2 separate regions of the Mus musculus genome follow, and region 1 is linked to region 2. The links are chromatin contacts, called in public Hi-C maps. All regions are on one chromosome and are shown on one strand. Each heading gives the region's core, a stretch centred on a gene start, on an enhancer-like site or on the middle of the called end of the contact. The rest is flanking DNA. Distances are from core to core; before and after follow the strand shown. Region 1 has its middle 22 kb from the start of Dnah5. Region 2 overlaps Trio (triple functional domain (PTPRF interacting)).

What was found. Hi-C and Micro-C count contacts between places; a contact is called where the count stands out from the background.
Region 1: a contact with region 2 is called in a Hi-C map of cerebral cortex, with 3 times the contacts expected there. The contact joins two enhancer-like sites. A contact is called at or near these places in 2 of 15 datasets of contacts at CTCF or cohesin (both in embryonic stem cells), 12 of 484 Hi-C or Micro-C datasets (CD4 T cells, Sertoli cells, bone marrow-derived macrophages and 8 more), 21 of 115 datasets of contacts at active chromatin or transcription factors (Th17 cells, astrocytes, bone marrow-derived macrophages and 15 more) and 1 of 9 other capture datasets (embryonic stem cells).

The regions. Positions count from the first base shown.
Region 1 is chr15:28,180,105-28,184,029 of GRCm38.p6, reverse strand. It overlaps a transcript of Dnah5 not described here. Among named protein-coding and RNA genes, the nearest start is that of Dnah5, 22 kb to the left of the region's middle. Within about 2 kb of position 1,864, at least 60 of the 459 cell types and tissues checked have an H3K27ac peak or open chromatin away from gene starts, as enhancers often do. A contact at or near this core is called in cerebral cortex and forebrain, where this site is marked.
Region 2 is chr15:27,882,419-27,886,512 of GRCm38.p6, reverse strand. All of the region lies in intron 9 of Trio (triple functional domain (PTPRF interacting)), which reads left to right. Among named protein-coding and RNA genes, the nearest start is that of Gm29975, 110 kb to the left of the region's middle. Within about 2 kb of position 1,687, at least 100 of the 459 cell types and tissues checked have an H3K27ac peak or open chromatin away from gene starts, as enhancers often do. A contact at or near this core is called in cerebral cortex and forebrain, where this site is marked.

The sequences.
Region 1 (3,925 bases), core at 615-3,114, 300 kb before region 2:
TCTCAATTCAGAGACAGGCTCTCACTCTTAGTGCCCAAGTACAGGTTCCTTTTAATTCAGTTCAGGACCCTACATACTCCCTGACTCAGATGCTTTGAGCTCATATTTGTCGGTATCCTTTCATGTATATGTTTATTCTTCACTTCAAGTTCAAATCAGGTACCATTATTTGCAGATGATAGGAATTTTTTATTTTGGGGTTTTCTCTACTATTTTCTTTCATTGAAGTACACTTTCATTGAAGTATAATTCATATTTTAAAACTACACATATTTAATACATGAACTCACACTCACAAAACCACCATATCCAATCAAGGTAGCAAAGATATCTATCGTTTTGTTTTCATTACTCCAAGTGGCAATGACAAATCATGTTCTGATAGCAAAGTTCTCAGGGCTGGGAGGAAGCGTCTTCCACAGAAATATGAGGACCTGTGTTTGGATCCCAGCACCCACCTAAAAGTCAGGCACGGGGTACAGATCTGTAACCTCAGAGCTGAGAGCACAAAGAGAAGTGGGACCTTGGAAGTTGTTTGCCAGCCAGCCTTGAAGAAGAGGAAGGAGGAGGAGGAGGAGGAAGAAGAGGAAGCAGAAGAATAGGAGAACGAAGAGGAAGGAGGGAGGAAAGAAGGAAGGAAGGAAGGAAGGAAGGAAGGGAGGGAGGGAGGGAGGGAGGGAGGGAGGGAGGGAGGGAGGGAGGGAGGGAAGGAGGAAGAAGAAAGAAGGAAGAGAAGGAGAGGAAGATCCTAAAGCCTTCAATGCTTTGAAATGTTAGCAATATTAGAACGGATTTGTGGAGTTTGTAGGTTTATGGATTACCAGGAATCAAATTAAAAACCATTCCCACCAATCTTTAAATGGACAGAGGCAAATCTTCTAGTTTCTTCTATTCCATTACTAAAACAAAGCCTTCTCATGAGCCCTTTCCTTGATCTACTAAGTATCGGACATAATAGGAATCCTCATTCAATTCCAAGTGCTCATGAGCACTCCTTGTCCTCAAGTTTATTTTTTCCACTAATTTATTTATTCACTTTGCATCCCTATTGCAGCTCCCTTCCCTCCCAGTCCACCTCTCACAAGGCCCCTCCCCCCATTCCTGCACCCCCTTCACCTCTGAGAAGAGGGAGGTCCCCCCTGGGTACCAATCCACCCTGGCACCTCAAGTCACTGCAGGACTAGGCACATCCTCTCCTCTCCCATCGAGACCAGACAAGACAGCCCAGTTATCGGACCAGGATCTACAGATGGGCAACAGAGTCAGGGTAAGCCCCTGCTCCCCTTGTCTGGGGACACTCATGAAGACCAAGCTGCACATCTGGCACATATGTGCAGGAGCCTAGGGCCAACCTGGGAATGTTCTTTGGTTGGCGGTCCAGTCTCTGGGATCCCCAAGGGTCCATGTTAGTTGACTCTGTTGGTCTTCCTATGGAGTTCCTATCCCCTTCAGGGCCCTCAGTCCTTCCCCCAACTCTTCCACGAGACTCCCCGAACTCCATCTAATGTTTGGCTGTCTTCAGTTCACATCGATTCCTAGAAATGCTGTAGAATGCAATTCTTTGTCCAAGAAATTGGGCATGAGGGCATTTTCCCTTAAGGTATTGATGAGATTTCAATGATTTCCTATACTTGAAAAAATAATGTTCATAAACTTCACATAAATTATACTGTCCTGTATAAATACATAACTTGATACATAGCATGTATACATCTCATTATATAAAACTTAAAGATAAGGTGTTTTCCAAAGAGTCATAATATCAAAATTCAAATGTATTTTATCAAACTTCAAGTCTGAGCTATGTCACTGGAATATTTCAGACTTCTCCACAAGAGGGCGCTGCTCTCCAAGCTATTGTGTGGCCAAGCCTGCTTAGGTATTTATTTCGAGCATTTCACCTGGTGTCACTCACATTAGCACGTGGACAGGGTGGCTCCTCAGCAGTGACTTTGAGAGTCATAAGTGAACGTAAAATGGCAATAGTTCTAGAGACATCTTAAGAACCACAGCTTCTCATTCTGTGTTCAGTGGGGCAAGGGAGGCTCGGCCCGAGGCTCGCCTATGACGTCACCCAGGCTTTCCAGCGTGAAGGATGTATGACACCCACCGCTCCCCTGTCTATTCCCAGTGTCTGTTACCCCTCTAGCCCTTGTCTTAGTCCCATAAGATGCTATAACTTATCACCGTAGACTCGGTGACTTCCCCCACCCCCTTCCCTTCTCTCTCTTTCTTCAGCTCCGCTCTTTCCGGGCCATAGATTTTTTTTTCTCTCTCTCTCTCATTACAGATGGTTGTGAGCCACCATGTGGTTGCTGGGAATTGAACTCATGAAGAGCAGTCAGTGCTCTTAACCGCTGAGCCATCTCACCAGCCCGACTGGGTGTCTTATAAACAAAAGTCATGCGTCTCATAGTTCTGGAGGCTGGCTAAAAAGCCAAGCTCAAGGTGTTTACCAACTCTGTGTCATAAAGGCACATAAACGGTTCCTTGCTCATAAACGATGCTCTGTCTGAACTCTCATGACTCATCACTAGCCAAAGGCCCCACTCCCTAATACTCTGGGGCCGAGGGTTTTACTCGGATTAATTTGTGGAAGATACAAACATGCAACCTGTAGCACTCTGGCTTCTTCCTAAGAAATGCTGTGCCATGGGGCACTGATCTTATACACATGCATCCCATTAGCTCAGGGGACGCAGAAAGTCTCCTCAGGCCTGGTGGGTAAAAAGCACCATAGAATAGGGGGAGAACTCTAAATAGTTAATTTTTCCCTGGCTCAACAGGGAAAAATGCCTGCTTCATCTTCATGGAGCCTCACTGCTACCTAGCATTGCAGCTGGGCTTCATCTAACAGAGAAGAAAAGCCACAACTTGAAAAAGCATCTGTCTGTAGATCATGAAGCTGACTTGAAGGGCCAGTCTGAGGGCAAAGCCTTCACACTTCTTTCCCATCCCATGCTCAAGGGGATCTCTGTAGCCTTACTGAGAGAGCTGAGGTGCACATGGCCCAGTCTCAGCCCAAAGTCCCTTGTTATTGTTTGGCTTTTGTTGGGCTTTGTTTTGCTTTTTTGTGTATTGCTGGGTGTCTGGGTCCCTGTTCTATTGCTGTAAAGAGACAACATGTCCTTGGCAACTCTTATGAAAGAAAGCATTTAGTTGAGGGCTTGCTTACAGTTTCAGAGGATTCGTCCGTTATATTTATCATGGCAGGCATGGTGCTAGAGAAGTAGCTACATCCTGGTCTGCAGGCAGAGAAAGGGGGGGGGGGGGCTGAGTCTAGCATGGCCTCTCCATGACACACTTCTTCCAGTGAGGCCACACCTCCTAATCCTTCTAATCCTTTCAAAGAGTTCCACTCCCTGGTGACTCAGCATTCAAATATATGATCCCATGGGGGTCATATTATTCAAACTACCAAAATGGGCATTCCCCCAGGGTCTCACATATACTAAACAATTAATCTATCAGTGAGTTTCATCCTTCTTGCATTCATATACAAAGGATCAGAATTCTGAAACCAAAATGTTTGCTTGCTTGCTTGCTTGCTTGCTTGCCTCCCTCCCTCCCTCCTTCCTTGCTTATTTTAAGTTTTAGCTATTACTAGTATTACCTCCAAGAATATCTAAAGGAACTCAGCACATAATTTGTAGCAACATGTCTCAAAAGCCCTGGCTTCTGGCCCTACTCTGCTCATATCTTAAGACTTTTCTAGAAGATGTTGGTATAGGAATCTTACAAACTCGCCCCCTCCTTCCTCCTTCCTGTCTTTGATTCAGTTCTGACCCTTCCTTGCCTCTGTCCTATTGCACTATACTGTCCACTGCAGACTCTCCATGCAGAGTGGAGGGGGGGGTCTTCATAGTTCTCTCACCTGTGTCCCAAGTCAACGGGACTTAACACAGACTGGACTCATGTAAACATA
Region 2 (4,094 bases), core at 438-2,937:
TCCTCCCACTGGGGGTACAGAGGTACTGTATTTGTTGTGTGAGTCCTTTTTCTAGGGAGATATAAACAGATACAGGCTCCTGTCGAGAAAGATCACCAAAAATATGACTACACCAAAGTCTACCTTGGCGAGCAGGCAAGTTTATTGTGCTATTTAAAGAGCATGGGTGACCCCAAAGGAAACCATGTCATCAGACATTCTCACCACGCCACAGATGACAGCTTCCCCATAGGTGTGTAGATGGAATCCCACTTTAGTTAGCCTTCTATGATCTGTATGATCCAGCTCCCCCGAGACCACAAGGCCTTGCACAGTTACGGTAAAATGACATACTGTCTTTATAATGTCTATAACATGTGACCTTGAAGGAGGTTCCATTGATAGGGCAGAAAACACTATTAGCTTGGCCTGCTGAGGCTGAGTGTCATCTCCAGTTGAAGGCAAACCTGCAGGTCCACAGTGAGTCCTAGGATAATTTGGACTGCATGGTAAAAACATACCATTGTGCACTATGCACTGTCTTTTAACAGTTGCTGGAGTCTTGGGCTCTTTCCTCAACAACACACACACACACACACACACACACACACACACAGGCACACACACAGAGAGACAGAGGCACACACACACATACACACACACACACACACACACATACACACACACACAGAGACAGAGGCACACACACACATACACAGAGGCAGAGGCACACACACACAGAGGCACACACAGGCAAGCCTCCCCCCCCCACAGGCACGCCCACACACATTACACACACACACACACACACACACACACACGTTGAAGTGGACACGTCTTTTTGTGTTTTATCTGGATGTTCTCCGGGTTACCTTAAGTACTGTGGTTTGTATACTCTTCCTCTGGCAATGTCAGATTTCTTGTCTAGTTTGTACAAGCAGCATTATTAGAGATGAAAATGCAGTTTATACAAGATATTGCCACGGCTTCCAGCCGGACTTTCCACCCTCTCGCCTAATGTGCTGACCCCTAAGACCATATACTAGGTCAAGCCCTGCATGTCAAGCGTTACTCTTGAGTTGACTTCCGGGAGCCTTGTTTTTAGCTCGAAAGGGAGAATAGTGAAAGTCTGTGCATACTGCACCCCAGGGAGTGGGTACAGATTTAGAGCCATGGCGTCTTCAGACCTTAGAAAGCCTTGTGATCTGTGGACTTGCGGCGAAACCTGGACACGTCCGATAATCAAATACAGTGTTTCCAGGCACACACTGAAGGGCTAAGTGAAGATTACACTCTGTCACAAGTTCTTGTACTAATAGTCACAGAGAGACGAGTCCCCAAAGTCTGGCACATTAATTAGGGAGTAGGACCCTCTTACAGAACACTGTTTTACAGGCTGGGTGTGGTTTTAAGATGGCTAGAACCCTACCCCTGCGCAGGAGAACGTGCCGGGGCTTGTCCCGAGCACTCGCTAACTGGCCCTCGCCCAGTTTGAGTCTGTACTCTGCGGAACCACTTCTTCCCAGTCGTGTTCCGATGCTGGAGAGCTTTTCTCCTTCCCGCAGTAGCAGCACCTGCCCGTCAGCTGTGCCAACCCAGAAGAGGCAATAACAGAAGCTTAAGAAAACACTGGGAGGCTGCCTCCCTACCCTACACATTGGCTCCTCTGCAGAATAACCAAGACTCCTACTGCCCCTGCAGACTGAGAGTGATGATGGCCCTTCTGTGGTTCCTTGGGGAGCCAGAGGCTTCCTGTACGCACAGTGCAGGCCTGTCTCGGCAGCAGGTGCTCAGGTGGCAAGATGACTGTTAGTTCATGTAAGCCCACTGTGCCATCATCATGGTCAGGTTTGTCATTATTCAGTGATTTCCTTTTCTTTACGAAAGGGGGAGTCAGGTCAAACCGTCAGCAGTTTTCTGCACATTTAGCTGAAGCATGTAAGTGCTGCACTCTTTTCAGTGCCTTGACCTTGGAGCTGTCCACTAGAGGGCGCTGATGAACAGGAAAGATGCTGGCACCCTGCCTTCTGCATAGAGAGGAAGGTGGTATTAGCCTCCTAGATTCTTTGCTCTGCTTCTGAGCCATGTAGGGAGGAAAAAGATTAACTTTTGACTTGTTCTTCAGCTTAAGGGGGAGGGCAGACCCATCCTGCCCTATTTATGGGGCTGGGATTTTTATTTTATTTTTTTTATGACACAGAATTGACAACCATTGGCTACAAGTGTGATCAGAGATGGCGGCTGGACTAGGGTGATAAAAATCCAGTGACTTGCTAATCTTCTTATATTTAAATGAAGGGTTTGTGCACATGTCTTTAAGATGCTGTGACTTTCACAAATATATTAATCCACAGTCTCCTTGCCAAGAAGGAAATTTTACCCAGGCTTTCTAAAGAGACAGTAGCCTTGTGGGAGGCTTGGGAACTTCAGCAGGATTCCATAACCATCTGCTCTTATCTTAATAAAGCGCTGGGTACGTGCACATCACTTCAGGCGCTTTTGTGTTTGCTGGAAACACAGTGTCAGCAGTAATTTTACATTCCTGGTGGGAAGAGCCAGTGCTAAGGGGAAAATGGCTGAGCCACACAGATAGATTGTATTTCCAAGCTATAGTCCCTGAAGTACTTCTCTCAGGGTTAAAAAAAAGATTCAGCTGTGGGGATTTGCTCCCTCTACCTATCCAGCAAATGTTTATCTCCAACACTGCGAAGCAGTGCCTTGCTTCAAGTCTCTGGAAGTTGAGAGGAATTGCCAAGCGTTTGACTTTGCACTGCCCTGGGTTTTTGTTTGTTTGTTTGGTTGGTTGATTTGGTTTTGGTTTGTTGTTGTTTTTAAGTTAAGGAATATAAAGAATATACCACAAAGAGTTGTAGGGTTTTGTTTTGTTTTTGTTTCTTGAAAGTCTTCCCCCCTCTATCCCTTCCAGAAGCTCTTACAGGTAGGCGATAGGTTGGAGCTTAGATGTTAGGTTTGCCCGGCAAAATCCTTTTCAACTTTAAAATACTTCTTTTGTTTGTTTGTTAAAACTTTATTATAAAGAACTTACAAATAAAAATCTCACATATTGAAATGTGCCACGCCCAATGAACTTGTCAGTGAACTTCTGTCTATCTTGACTGCTGCCCTGAAGCTTCAGGGTTCCCTGGTGGACTCCCCAGTTCTGTGTGGAGTTGGTCATGCTCACGGAGACAGTCGTTAAATGGTTCGAGGTTGAGACATTGCTTTTCAGAGGGGAGTGAGACACACTTACGAAGGCCTCCTCAGGAGACCTAGATCTCCTGGGCAGCCAGTAGAGAGTGCAGTCGGCTTGGAGTCCCTCACTGCATTTATAATTCCAACGACAGGTGTGTGTGCCGCGCAGCTGCCTCATGGTTGCCGTGGTGGGTCATGCGGACACATTTAAATCTTCAACTGCGCATGCTCATCACCGCTGACTGGGAGGGAAACTGAAGCTGAGAAAAAAAAATAGGGAACTTCCTCCCAGCGCGCAGTCAGATCATAGCTGTGTGCAGAGGGGCGGGTGTGGAAGACGTGGAAATGTGGTACCTTTCAGGGCAGAGTCAGCAGAACGGGTAGATGAGTTAGACCACACTGACAGCAGACAGATGGATCCAGGGAGCAGGGATGGTGGGCAGGTGACTGTCAGTACTGACGTGGACAGGTAAGGATCTGAAATGAACCAGGCATGAGAATGGGAGGAGCGTGTAGCCTCGGCCCGAGCACCTACTCCCAGGCTTGTCTCCACTTCCTAAGCCCACTTCCAACATGATTTCTGCAGGGTCTTGGAGGTTTGTTAAGGTTCACCATCATCTGTATGGAATAGGACGGTGCAGAAAGGATGGATGCTCAGGTGTGGAAAGGGGCCGGAAGGGCCTCAGGTGTGGAGTGACGGAGAGCAGGTTGCCTTTATTGTGCAGCCTGTCCAGCTGACCACTCTAAAATCATCCACTGTGGACCAAGCGTTCACCCTGACTTCTGACATTAGTAGATGTTCCTGCACCACTGTCTGCCTGGATTTGCCCCATTTCTATATCAATCCGAGATCGCTTTGAGTTGTGTTCTTGGGCACCTGCTGTAGTCTGATCTGAGTGTTGTGTTCCCCAAAACCATATGTG